Regions from separate parts of the Neogale vison genome. Here region 2 is linked to region 1. A link is a contact called in public Hi-C data. All regions are on one chromosome and are shown on one strand. The core of a region is the stretch at or near the end of the contact, and the rest is flanking DNA. Distances in the headings are between cores, read along the strand shown.

Region 1 (7,046 bases), core at 4,167-6,666:
TCTACACCCACTGTGGGGCTCGAACCCACAACCCTGAGACTGAGAGTTGCACTGTCTTCCAACTGAACCAGCTGGGCGACCCTAATTTTTTTTTTTTTCAAAATAAAATTAAAATTAATTTTTTTTTCTCTAATAACAAAGAAGTGTGCATTCCCAATTTAAGGGAATATGTGGTCAAAATGGCCTTTTCTTGAGATAACAAGGCCTTCAGAATAGGTCCAATGTCTGTCTTGCTCAGCAATCATGGGGGTCGGGTGGAGTGGGGTGGGTTCGGGGGGCTGCAGCGCCTTTTCCTGGAGATGGAATCTAGAACAGGGCTTTCACTCAACCACTGTGTATTGAATTAACTAATTAATGAGTGAGTGAGTGAGTGAGTGAGTGGAGGATCCGAGTGATGCCTGTCTGGCCCTGGACCAGCGGCTTGGGGATCCTTCAAGGGACATCCTGGAACTAGACAGAGTCCCCCTGACCCTACAGTGCTCAGACTCACCTGGACCTAAGCATGGCTGGTACTTCCTCCTTTCAGTCTTTCTGTGGGAGATCAGAGGACTTGCAGGAAGCCCCGGGGGGTAGGGTGTCTCGCTGCTACGTGCCCCCCCCATCACTGACCCCCTCCTCTCTGAAATAGACAGCCCTACCTCTCTTCCCTGGCCTGCCTTCCTTCTCAAGAGGTGTGAACACCATCAGGACCTTTGCAAGAAATGGCTCTGTTCCCTTTGCCTTCCAGGTAGCAGCACAATGGGCTCACTTCACAGAGGCGGGGAGGGAAAGAGAGCCTCGGTGGCCATGCCCAGCTCCCAGCTCCCAGCTTTTTAAACTTCTCAGGATAAGCCCTTGAGGTGGTCATCTCCCCCTGTGGATACGATGGGCTCGGAGTCACGTTGTTCGCCCTGAGGCAGGGCTGGGATGGGTCTTTCCCTCCACTTCATCTTGCTCCCCTGGTTACTAACTAAGCGGGGATAAACACTGAGCTGGCCTGCTCTGGGAACGCTTCCTCCCCTCTCTGAGCCTCTATTTTTTCCTCTCCAAAAGGCAGATCTGAGTCTCTGCGTCAATGACCAAAATGCACAGGGCCTGCCTGGCACACAGGGAGTACTCAGTACTTGTGGGCTAACTACTCCTTAATGGGAGGCCTGCTGCTGCAGAAGACGTGCTGTGTAGGAACAGCCCAGAGCTCCCAGGAGCTTTGGTCCCAGAGAAGGCAGGCTGGCAACCCAGGACAAGCTCTGCTGGGCATGTGGAAGCAGCTGAATCTTGCTCTGCACTTTCCTGCTCTAGGTACTTCCCCTCCGTGGCCTCAGTTTCTTGGTGTGGACCAGGGGGTTATTGGAAGGGGGATGTCTACCCAACCAGATGGAGGCTTAGTGAAATGCTCCCTTCGTATTCTATTGAGTGAGCGAGCAGATGATAAGCCTAGATCCTCCCCCTTCCCCTGTGCTCCAGCCCACAAGAGTCTCTCTCTCTCTCTCTAATAGAGGTCTTTGTCTCCTTTGAACTAGGAGAAAACTAGGGGGAGCTCAAGGTCAAGGCCACACAGATGAAGAAGTCTTAAGACTCCTGGTCTTAAGACTCCTGGGGAGATGAGGATATCTCAAACACAGATGCTTTGGGGGTCAGCTGGGTGATTTAAACGTGGGTATAGAACAATAGGTAGAATTTTTTTTTTTAAGATTTTATTTATTAATTTGACAGAGAGAAATCACAAGTAGACAGAGAGGCAGGCAGAGAGAGAGAGAGGGAAGCAGGCTCCCTGCCGAGCAGAGAGCCCGATGCGGGACTCGATCCCAGGACCCTGAGATCATGACCCGAGCCGAAGGCAGCGGCTTAACCCACTGAGCCACCCAGGCGCCCCGAACAATAGGTAGAATTTACATTCCTTGAAGGTATTTCAATTCCCCAAGAACTTAGCCTCCTTAAAGGTATTCAACTCCAAATTCTCAAACACTTTGCTTTCCCCTCCAGTTAAGACACACCCAGCAGCCAGGATTTCACATTCAAGCCACCAAGTTTAAGACTTTTGTATCAACACCGTCTTTACTGGGGGGGCGTCTTTTGCCACAGTGGGCCCCCTCCCTTCTGGCCCTCTTACCTGCATCCAGCTAAGAATGACAAGCAAGTTCTCAGCAGAAATCTTGGGTTTGCTGACAGTGACCCCGATCAGTTCCAGGTTCTCTTCTGAGAAGCCTCAGGACCTCCCCTGACGAAAACAGCCAGGGGAAAATCACTCTTCAGATCTCACATGTCACCTCCTCCAGGAATTCCTCAACAGGACCAGGTCATTCATTACACTCCATGCCTGTGTTCCACAGCACGCTTTTCCCAGGAAACTTTTACATCGCAACCCAGACTCTTACCTGATGTTTGAACCATAGTGGGAATAGATAAATAAACTTGTCAGCTGTACAACCTCAGAGAAGTGACTTCATCTCTCCTGAGCCTCGATTTTCTTAACTGTAAAATGCATTATAATGAGGGAGGATTCAGAGAAGGTATGGAATGTGTGGTTGTAAAATATCTCACAAAGAAATACAGGTCTTAATCCCTGGAAACTGACTGTTCTTGTGCATGGCAAAAAAGGGGGGGGGGGCAGGGGGGTGGGTGGAGGGAGGTGTCCTTGCAGTGTGATTAAATCAAGGGTCTCTTTTTTTCTTTTTTTTTTTTTTGGATTTTTATTTGTTTATTTGATACACACACACAGAGATCACAATTAGGCAGAGCAGCAGGCAAAGAGTTGGGAGGAAGCAGGCTCCCCACTGAGCAGAAAACCCAATGTGGGGCTCGATATGGGGCTCGATCCCAGGACCCTGAGATCATGACCTGAGCCAAAGGCAGAGGTTTAACCCACTGAGTCACCCAGGCGCCCTAAATTAAGGGTTTTGAGATGGGAGATTATCCCGGATTATCCACGTGTCCCTAATGTCATCACAAAGGTCCTTATAAGAGGAGGCAGGAAGGTTAAGGGAGAAAGTAGGAGGTGGGACAACAGAAGCTATTGTCTTCCTGCCTTTTCGTGCTTCTGGAGGTCATCAGTCGGTCACAAGCCATGAAATGCAGGCGGCCTCCAGAAGCCAGAAAGGGCAGGGAACAGATTCTGCCCCAGTGTCTCCAGAAGGACTAGCCCTGCTAACACCTCGCCTGGAGCGCCGAGGAACTGATTTCAGGTTCTTCTGACCTCTAGAACCATACAGAACACATGCGTGTCATTTCAAGCCACTACTCCGTGGTCATTCACCGCACTTACATTTTTTACTGTAGGTGCTCAACAATGACACTTGTCAGTTGTGGGGCCCTGCGCAGGGAGGTAGCAGCCCCCTGAGGTTCCTGGTGTCAGGCATTCCCCTCAGCTCTCCCAGAGGCAGGTTAAGGCAGCGAGAGAGAACACTGGCCATGGTGGGGGCTGGGAAGCCACTAGCTAGATGAAAGGGGCCATACCCTCTCAGACAGTGTTTGACCTAAAACAGTAGCAGCATCCACTGCATGCCAGGCTTGGGGCTAAACACTTCACACACCTGACTGAGTTCAGTCCTCTCAACAATCCCAGGAAGTCGGGACTGCTGTTATCCCCATTTTACAGATGAGGCAACAGAGACCCAGCAAGTCTTAGAAACCTGGTCTCATCCACTCAAGAACATGAGATTAGAACTAGCTTAAAACAGTGCTGCTGGGGCACCCAGGTGGCTCAGTCGGTTAAGCGTCTGCCTTCCTCACAGGTCATGATCTCAGGGTCCTAGGATCCAGCCCTGCATCAGGCTCTCTGCTCAATAATGAGTCTGCTTCTCCCTCTGCCTCTGCGTTCCCTCTCCCTCTGTGATCGCTTTTGCTTTCTCTAAAATAAATAAAATCTTTTAAAACAAACAACAAAAAAAACTAGTGCTGCTCACCTTGTGTTTTCCTCTACCTTGCTTCTCCCATTCACCATTCTCCATGGGAGACAGGTGGCTGAGCTCAGTGAAGGGCCCTGGCTGCAGGTCTGGGCTCTGTCACTTTCACTTGAGAACCTGGACAGGTGATTTCACCCCTCTGTGTCTCAGTCTCCTCTGTGAGCCTGCCTCCCAGAGGAGCTGCCAGGATCAAGCAGGACAACCCATAGAAAGAAGGACAGTGTCTAACACAGAGTAAGGGGACCTTACCTACCGCTGTCCCTCTTTTACCAATGACGAAGCTGAGGTTTGATAGGAGACCTTGGTAGTCTCAGGGCACCTGGGAGCTCTGATGTTCCCCCTTCCCCACCATAGGACCAACAGACCCCAGAGGCTGGGTCCTGGGGGGGCGAGGAGGTTCCCAGAGCAGGTGGCTGTGGGTTTCTGCCCAAGCCCTGGTGAGTCAAAGCCTTGGAGTAGCAGTTGCTTAGGGAGCCTCTAAGTTCATAGGCTTATTCACTCACTCATTTATTCAGTATTCCTTTGCGTAAATTCTGCCAACGGCTTCCTTCCCAGAGCACCAGAACTTTGCATCCAAATTCCTCACCACGCCCTCTGTAGCACTGAAGACAGAGGTCTTCCCTTATGGCTCTGCATTTGGTGCACCCACCATTGGTCACCTGGTTGTTTACCCACCAAGCTGTCCCCTATCTCAGGGCCTCTGCACTTCGCACTTTCTCTTCCCTCTGCCGGGAATGCTCTTCTCCAGACTCTACAAAGAGCAGGCTTCCTTCCTGTTGTTTAGTTCTCTGCTCAGATAGGCCCCCTTCTCTCACTTCCACCTTAATAACCCCTACCCGACACTTCATCTGCTAATTTGCTTCCTAGAAATCATAACTCCCTGAAATACGTTCTTCATGTACGTAAGCATTCGTTTGCTGTCTGTCCGTCCGCAACAGGATGTCATCTCCATGACAGCAGAGACCACTTGTCTCTGTTCATTCCCTAGCGTCCAGCAAGGTGCCGGGAACCCAGTATGTGGAGAGATTTCTGTCCAGCCTATTAAGTTCAGAAATTGAAAAAATGTTTCCCAATCCAAAAAGACGAGGTCACAGGGACGGCCGATAGTGGAGTGAATGCGGGAGCCTGGCCTAGCAACCAGGCCAGAGACTGGAAGCATCTGAGGGCAGGATGCCAGTCCAAATCCTCTGCCCGAGGTTCCAACTCCCACCCGGCCTCCAGTCCCACCGCGTCCCCCGGCCCGGGACGGGCCATGCGAGTCTGGGAGGGCTCCACCTGGAACCCACGCAAGGCGCACCCCCGCCCCCCCCCCCCCCCCCCGGCCCAGGACGCTAGGGAGGACGAGCTGGCGGGGGTGGGGGGGAGAAGTGGGGGGACGCGCAGTGGGGCGCGCGGACCGCCAGGGGGTGCTATCGGGGCGCGCACGGCCCACCTGGCGCCCGGGGCCTCGAGCGAGCGCAGCCAGGCCGCCCGGGAACTTTTTTCCTCCCGCTCTCGCTCTCCTTCTCCCCCCGCGCGTCGCCCGCCCGCCCGCCCGTTCGCTCTTCCTGTGCGGAGGGGATCGCATTTCCCCGCGGCACCCGCGGACACCAGGCAGGCCCGGCCGGGTGCGCGGCCAGGGCCCGCTCCCCGCGCCGCCGGCTCCCCGCGCCCCCGGGCGCCGCCCCCGCCGCGGCTGGGCTCGGAGAGTCGAGTCGGAGAGCAAAGCGGCTGCGAGGGCGAGAGGCGAGCGGAGCAGGCCGCCCTGCCCGCCGCCCGAGCGCCGGCGCGAGGAGGGGGCGCCGCGGCCCACCCTCCTTCCTGCCTGGCCGCGGGCCGGCCGGGCCGCAGCGCCCTGACCCCCATGGCCGCCCGGGCCTGCGGGCCGCGAAGTCGCAGCGCCAGAGCCAGGGCCCCCGAGTGAGCGCGGGCGCCGAGGTGAGCACCGAGCGCTGGGGCGCGGGGGCCGCTGCCGGGGCAGGGGCGGCGCGAGGCGTCGGGATCCGAGGCAGGGTGAGGAATGGAGGTGGGCTCGGGGACCGAGCGCGCCGCGGGCCGGGATGTGGGGGTCCGCGAGGTCACGGCTTTGTGTAGTGTGGGGGTGCGCGAGGTCACCGGATGGCCGTCTGGGGGCGGTTCGCGGCGTGGGGGCGCGAGCGGCGAGAATCTGTGTGCCCGGGGCTGTGCGCGCGCGGTGGCCCGGAGTGCCGCCGCGCGGGGCGTGGGGACACGGGGGGCACTCGTCCGGCGCCGGGGCGGGAGGGGAGCTTTGTGAGTGCGCCCGGGGTGGGGGGCGGGGAGCCAACTTGTGCGAGGGGGACCGGGGCCTGGCGTGCGGCGCGGCGCGGGAGGCAGGGCGCCGGGGGGCGGTGAGGGCCGGGCGTGGGGAGACAGGGCGCGCGGAGCTCCCTGCGGTGCCCCCCACGCGGGCCGCGGCGCCCGGGCCTGTGCACAGGCCCCGCGCGCGACCCGGCAGGAAGCGGCCCCGGAGGCCCGGGGAGCTCCGACGCGGCCAGGCCCCGGGCGCACGGGCCCTTCGGGGGTGACGTCACGGTCGGGGGCACCGGACACGCGAGACCCGAGTCCCCGTACCGCGGCGAGCCGGCCAGCTCCCTGGCCCCCGTGCTTGGGAGACAGGGGGCCCGGGAGGAGGGCTCGGGGGCCGGGAGCCAGGCGGCGTCGCCGAGCGCGGCGGGGGCGACGGGGTGTCAGGACACGGGGGTGACATTTGGAGGCTCGGTCGCGCCGGGGGCCTCGGAGGAGGGGCGGAGGGGAAGCGAAACATCAGCCAGGCCCGAGGCCGCTGCGGCCCCAGCTTCCTGGGACGCCCGTTTTCCCAGCCTGCCGTTGCCCTTCTTGGGGCTCTTAGTCCTCCTCAAATCCACGCCGAGGGCGGGAGTGCCGACCCGAGCCGTGCCTTCTTGGGAGCCCGCGATCGGGAGGCGGGGGGGTGGGGAGCGCTGGGATTTCGGCTCGGAGCGGACAAAACCGAGTGTAACAATGCGCTATTGGGGGGCTGGGGGAGGGGAGGCAGCGCGCCTGCATGGCGGACCCGGGCCCTGAGCTTCCCCGCTCGCAGCATTCCCTCCCGCAGCGCCTTTCCCATGCTTTCAGCACGCTCTGATTCAAGGACCCACGCGGGACCCGCACGGCTCCCTCCCACCCAAAGTGCCGGCCCCCCACCAC
Region 2 (6,887 bases), core at 3,436-5,935, 330 kb after region 1:
CTCTAAGAAGCCAAATGACTTGTCCAGGTGACAATGTGAAAACAGAGACAAGACTTCCAGCCTTGGCTTCACTGGATGTTACACTCAGCCAGACATACAGCCTCTCCAAACACCTTCTCCTCTAAACCAGCTGATGGATCTCTGACAACTGGTACAGAGCTGGACCACCACATACCCTCCAACAGGCCTCCTTGCTGCAAAATCTCCTCTAACACCCCAGCAACCCTTTCCCAAACCCCTCCTCTTCTGACAACTTTCACTGGCATGGCCATTTCTAAGAAGCCAAGTTCAAGCTGCCTGCCAGAGTCTTCATGGAGAAGGCCCCCACTTGGGTTTAATATTCCACCATTCCCAAGACTCACAGAATCTCAGTGGTAGTGTCTTTGCAGTGCATTCACAGGCCTGGTTTCATGTACCTCTCTCCCACTGGGCTTCATTCTTATTTCCTCTTCTCTTTCATGTTTAACTACCTTCCACGTGCCAGCTACTTCCAAGAGCCTAAAGTAGTAAAGTCTGCAGTAGAAAGGAAACAGAGATGGTAGATCACATGCCATAGTAACAGGAAATGGCACCACTGATCCAAATGAATGTTCTGCCTATGCCAATTTCAGTGAACTTTGCACATGTCCCCTTTGGCCGTGTTGTACCTTCTCAGGATGTTGTAAAGGAAACTCATTTTCCTTTATGCATTCACACAGATACTCTCTGATCCAAACATCTGGGGGATTTGCCACCCAACAGCTGGTGTCCTACAATTCAGTGAAGTTCTGACACTATCTGCCTGGAGATAGCATCAGATGCCACAAGTTAAGGGCTCAGTCCCACAAAACTGCATTTCCTGCTCCCTTCAGATGCCAACCACAAGCCCAGGTGGTCTCCTATGCTTCCGACTGCTGGCTATAAATCAGAAGCTCCCAGGACCCCTCCTCAGGTTTGATGAATTTGCCAGAACAGCTCAGAGAACTCAGATAAATATTTAACTTACTAGATTACCAGCTCATTATAAAAGGATATAACTCAGGATCAACTGCATGAAGAGATGTGCAGGGCAAGATATAGGGGAAAGGGTGTGGAGCTTCCGTGCCTTTCTCTGAGAGAAGTAGCAAGCTTTGAGAAAAGGATGCTACTCTTCCAGCATCTCCAACTGTCCGCCACCCCTGAAGCTCTCTGAACCCCGAAGTTCAGGGATTTTTATGGAGGTTTTATTATATAGGCATGATTGATTAAATCACAGGCCACTAGCAATCAAGTCAATCTCTCCAGCCCTTCTCCCCTCCTCAGAGGTCAGGGGGTAGGCCTAAAAGTACCAAACCTCTCATCTTGTGGTTGGTTCCCCTGGCAACCAGGCCCAATCCTTAGGTGCTTTCCAAAAGCCACCTCATTTACATAACCTCAGGTGTGGTTAAAAGAGGCTTATGAATAAGATACTGCTTTCAACTTTATATCTCTGGAGCAATTTTAGGACAAAAGACCAAATATTATAATAAAAACCTCTTCCATCGCTCTTATTGCTTAGTAAATTACAAGGGTTTTAAGAGATGTGTGCCAGGAGACGCCTGGGTGGCTCAGTCAGTTAAGCTGCTGCCTTTGACTCAGGTCACGATCCCAGGGTCCTGTGATCAAGTCCCACATCTGGCTCCTTGCTCAGCAGGGTGCCTGCTTCTCTCAGCCTCGGCCTGCCAGTCTGCCTGCTTGTGCGCGCGCTCTCTCTGACAAATAAATAAATAAATAAAATCTTTAAAAAGGGGCGCCTGGGAGGCTCAGTCAGTTAAACGGCTGCCTTCCTGCTCCGTCATGATCCCGGGGTCCTGGGATCGAGCCCCGCATTAGGCTCTCTGCTCGGTGGGGAGCCTGCTTCCCCCTCCCTCACTCTGCCTCTCTGCTACTTGTGATATTTGTCTCTGTCAAATAAATAAATAAAATCTTTAAAAAAAAAAAAAAAGAGAGAGAGATGTGTGCCAGGAGCTGAAGGGAGACCAAAAGAGACAGTTGACCCTTGAACAATGTTGGTTGGAACTGGACATGTCCACTTAAACCTGGATTTTTTACAGTACAGTAAATGTTATTTTCTCTTCCTCCTGATCTCTTCCTTATGATTTATTCTAATTTTCTAAATAAGATCTTCTTGTATCTAGCTTACTTTAAGAATATAAATAAATAGTAATTATATATATTATACGTATAATGCATATAATAATATATTATATAATAATACATATATTATTATAAATAATAAAACATCTAACATACAAAATGTGTGTTACTCGAATGCTATCCGTAATGCTTCTGGTCAACAGCAGGTTATTAGTAATTAAGTTCTGGGGGAGTCAAAAGTTGTATGTGATTTTTCAATGGGGGGGGTTGTAGAGGTATTCCTAACCCTTATGTTGTTTGAAGAGTCAACTGTATATTTCTTCTTCTTTTTTTTTTTTTAAGATTTTATTTGTTTATTTGACAGACAGAGATCACAAGTCAGCAGAGAGGCAGGCAGAGAGAGAGAGAGGAGGAAGCAGGCTCCCAGCTAAGCAGAGAGCCTGATGCGGGGCTCGATCCCAGGACCCTGAGATCATGACCTGAGCTGAAGGCAGAGGCTTTAACCCACTGAGCCACTCAGGCGCTGTATATTTCTTCTTATAACTCACAGTGTCACAAGTGCCCTTCCTTCTCCCTCTTTACTGGCTCTTCATGGCCCACTTTCATGCCCTTCGACTTGGATCGCCACAGGGAAAATGTCAGCTCCTTGCTGCATCCAGCTCTCTCCCCCATGTATATAAGATTATGAAACTTAACAGGACCCTCATAGGCAACCTGGTCCTTCAACCCACAGAGGAAAATGAGGCTCAAAGGAAGCAGTCCAGTGCCCAAGATCACGCTGTACCTCCAGGCAGCATTAGACCCCAGGTCTGTACTTCTGTCACAATGTCAAACTGTCTGTAGAGTTCTAGATTTCCTGAAGTAAATAATGTCACAGCAAGGTCTCTCACACCCTGCTGTCACCTCTGAACTTGTTCTGTCCACCTCACACTCTTCCTCCTCTTCTCCACTGAACTCTAACTTATCTATCAAGACTCAGCTGAGGGCAGGCTGGGTGGCTCAGTCACTGAGCGTCTGCCTTCGGCTCAGGTCACGATCCCAGAGTCCTGAGATCAGGTCCTACATCGGGCTCCCTGCTCAGTGGGGAGCCTGCTTCTCCCTCTTGCACACGCCCTGCTTGTATTCCCTCTCTTGCTATGTCTCTGTCAAATAAATAAATAAGGGGCGCCTGGGTGGCTCAGTGGGTTGAGCCGCTGCCTTCAGCTTGGGTCGTGGTCCCAGGGTCCTGGGATCGAGCCCCGCGTCGGGCTCTCTGCTCAGTAGGGAGCCTGCTTCCTCCTCTCTCTCTCTTTGCCTGCCTCTCTGCCTGCTTGTGATCTCTCTCTGCCAAGTAAATAAATAAAATCTTTTAAAAAATAAATAAATAAATAAATAAATAAAATGTATTTTTAAAAAGACTCAGCTGAAACATCCTTTCATCCAATATCCTTTCCAGACCCTCAAAATCCCCAAGATGAGAGTAGGTGCTTCTTTATGTTGTCACAGTTTCTTTGTATTTCCCTTATCACAGAGTATCATACACTGTTGTTTAATCAGACTATTATAACCGGCAGTGAACGATAATGACAGTGATCTTTAGGTAGGACCTCACCTACCTTGAAGACCACCATGCCTCCAGCTGTCAGCACAGAAAAACTAACTAAAGAGTGTTACTATCTGCACTCATTTAAGGGAACCATTACCACTCTTACACTAAAACCTCTTCCCAGAATCAGTGAGTGTTACTACCTTCTTCTAGGCCTTATCAGTCAGGAGTGAAAGGAGGCAGCAGGGTCAACTCCTTAGAAGAAATGGCAGGGACTGTGGTAGGGCAGTGGGACCCAGGGCCACGGAACCTGCAGAGAAATTGTCCAGGATGGAAGACTGAATACCCACTGAATGCCCCGGTTCCAGGATGCCCAGCCATGGGTACACAGAAAAAGATCAGACTGACCGTCGCCCTCCAAAAACTTCTGAGTCTGTTCTGTGACCTTGGTGTGGTCCTGATCTAAGAACCTGAACTTCTCTGTCTGAGAACAAGAATGCTATTTGCTTTCCTTATTGGAAAAAACCCCATAAGCTTTGAGAAAAACTGCACGTCCCTAATGGCAACTACTGTCTCACGCAGCGACGCGATGTGTGCCCTCGCCCGGCCGCCTATTTTCCCCGATCCATAGCAGGACCCCATTGAACTGAGTAACCTCAGGAGCCTGAGCCCTGCCTCGATGACCCCGCCCTACACAGCCGAATCCCTCAGCCCACCTTAGTCAGTCTCAGGCCCAGGCCCAAAGAGAATGTGCCCTGGCCTCCCTCACCTGTTGGGGGCGCGTAGGCCCGAGCAGGGGTCAGTGGGTTTGGCTCCCGCCCCGCGGACGCGGTGAGGGCAGCCCGGGGCCGGTTCAGGAGGCGGCGCCCGGCGTGCCGCAGCCGGAGGCAGCTCCTCCACATCGCGCCCGAGAGCCTGGGGGTCAACCGGCGGGAAACCTGAGAGCAGGAAACTGAGCGAAGGGATTCCCAAAGCCGCACGCTCCGATTGTACGGAAACCTCTCACAACCTCCCCAGAGCCCTCAGCCTCCCCTGGACGCCGCCATCTTCCGCTTGACACCAGCGGCGCGCCGTCGCTCCTGCGCGCCTCCTGGCACACCCCCAGTCAATCAGCATCACAAACGCACCTCGCCCCGCCCCCTCCACGCCGCGCCTCGGGAAGAAGACTACAAGTCCCAGAGGACCCCTCGCGCACCCCGCCACGTGTTTTCTCCGCCCGCCAATGGGTGGAAGCGCCGCGTGAGCCTGTTCCCTCCCCCCCGGCGCGCCTGAGCCAATCGAAAGGGTGGTGTGTGTGCGAGGGCAAGTGGGGAGGGGGACTCAGCTCAGGACAGGGAGGCCCTGCTCGCAGGTCCCGGGGTCCCGGTGGCAGCCGGAGCGCTTGGTCCGCAGGCAGCGGGCGGGTGGTCCCCCCTCCGCCCCCACCCCGCGCGTGCGCGCCCCGGCCCCTCCCTCCCTGCCACCCCCCTCGGCTCCCGCGCGGCGGCGGCGGTTCCTTTCCCCCTCCCCCCAGCCCTGGCTCCGGGGGACCCCGCGATGCCGGTCCGCACCGAGTGTCCCCCGCCGGCCGGTGCCTCGGCCGCTTCCGCGGCCTCGCTCATCCCGCCGCCGCCCATCAACACCCAGCAGCCCGGCGTGGCCACCAGCCTGCTCTACAGCGGCTCCAAGTTCCGCGGCCACCAGAAGAGCAAGGGGAACTCGTACGACGTAGAGGTGGTGCTGCAGGTGAGCGCCGGGCCGGGCCGGCCGGGGCCCGCGGGCCTCCTCGCGGCGCTCACGGGCCGTGCCCGCCCCCGGCTTCTCGAGCCCGCAGCCGCGGACCAGGCCCTCGCCGCCGGGCCTCCTGCACCAGGCGCTTCACCCCCCGGGACCTGCCCAGCTGGTGTCTCACACTCTCCAAGCCCCAGCCCTGACCGGCCCCTCACACCGGAGCCTGTCGGGAGCAGCTCCTGGCAGACCCTGAACACTGTCCCAGACTCGAAGCCCGTGACCGGCCTGCCTGGGATCCGGAAGCCCCCCCGTGACTGGCCACCCTCAGACCTGAGTCCTTCCTCCCCAAGACCTGTCGCCGTGAGATCAGCCCCCACCCCTCCAGTCCCTCTCAGACCCTGAAGAGCTCTCCACTGGTTTCTCCTAACTCGGGACCCTACCCGAGGCTGGGCCCATGTCAAATTATCTCAGACCTGAGACAGTCCTCCTTCCCTCCCCTTTCCTAAGTTCCAGAGATCCTCAAACCCCGAGGCCCTCCTCCCAGGATTTCTTCCTTGGGAGAGCCTGGTTAGTCCCCTCGGACCGGCTACCTGGCGCACACACCCTCCATTAGCCCCTGAGCGCCCCCCAGCCCACAACTGATTCCTAGCTTCTGGTAATTACTCCCTCAAGACCAGGCACTCACATCCTGGGTGCTGCTGAGTGGAGCTCCTCCAAGTCTGTGGGGGTCTTGCCTTCTGGCCTCCCAGCCCCCAGCTGTGGCCAGTCTCTCCTGGCCCAGGCACCCAGCTGACCCCAGCTGACCCCAGCCCCAGGCCTCCTGCTCAAGGCTTCTCATGGTCCCTGCCTCCATTCTTTGGCCACCTCCAGGCCCCTCCCAGTCTCCCTGGCTTGCCTCCCCAACCCATACTTTCATCTTCCTCCTCCTCGGCTCCAGGGGACCCTCTTTCTGTGTTCTTCTATCTCCACAACCAGGGCTTCCTCCTGGTCTCTGATAGCCATGTGCTGGGAAATCGAACTCATCCCGTATTATCTCTCACACAGTATTTCCTTGCTGTCCGTGTACACCCCCCCCCCAACAATTTGACCTGGATTTCTAAATACCTGGTGCCAGCCCCTGGTAACTTTGGAGCAACAGCTTTACCTACTCTGGCCCTTTTCTGCACTTCACCCCTCTCATGCAAGTAGAAACACACTTGACATTTTTTTCTCCAGGTAGTGATCAACAGTAGTTCATACTCTTTTTTCTCTCCCTTCCCTGCAAAACCCCTTCCTGTGTAGCTACCCTTGCCTGCCTCAGGATCCACTTTCCTCCTCCCTTTGCCCCTTTTTTCCTTAGTGTGAGGCCCCACCTCCCAAAGCCCCTCCCCATCTGCCCTCTTGAAAGGCCTTTTACTGAAGCTCTGAGGACCTAGTGTGCCACCTTACTGCTCCCATGCGTGAGGACAGAACCTAAGATGTGTCTTTGCCTTATGTGCCCTTGGCTCTTCAAAAATAGTAGATTTTGGACAGCCTCTCTTCTGAGCAAGTGAGTGTCCCACCCAAAAGACAGTGCAGC

The links. A called contact is a pair of places that touch in the nucleus more often than the background predicts.
Region 2: a Hi-C map of fibroblasts shows a contact between it and region 1, with 7 times the contacts expected there. The contact joins the promoter of ATPAF2 here to the promoter of RAI1 in region 1. A contact is called at or near these places in 2 of 3 Hi-C or Micro-C datasets (fibroblasts and muscle).

The regions. Positions count from the first base shown.
Region 1 is chr5:69,860,930-69,867,975 of ASM_NN_V1, forward strand. RAI1 (retinoic acid-induced protein 1) reads left to right here and starts at 5,417. Exons shown (of 6, transcript XM_044249289.1): 1 at 5,417-5,798.
Region 2 is chr5:70,188,854-70,195,740 of ASM_NN_V1, forward strand. ATPAF2 (ATP synthase mitochondrial F1 complex assembly factor 2) reads right to left here and starts at 4,686. Exons shown (of 8, transcript XM_044249312.1): 1 at 4,389-4,686. The coding sequence starts at 4,521. GID4 (glucose-induced degradation protein 4 homolog) reads left to right here and starts at 4,967. Exons shown (of 6, transcript XM_044249314.1): 1 at 4,967-5,344. The coding sequence starts at 5,156.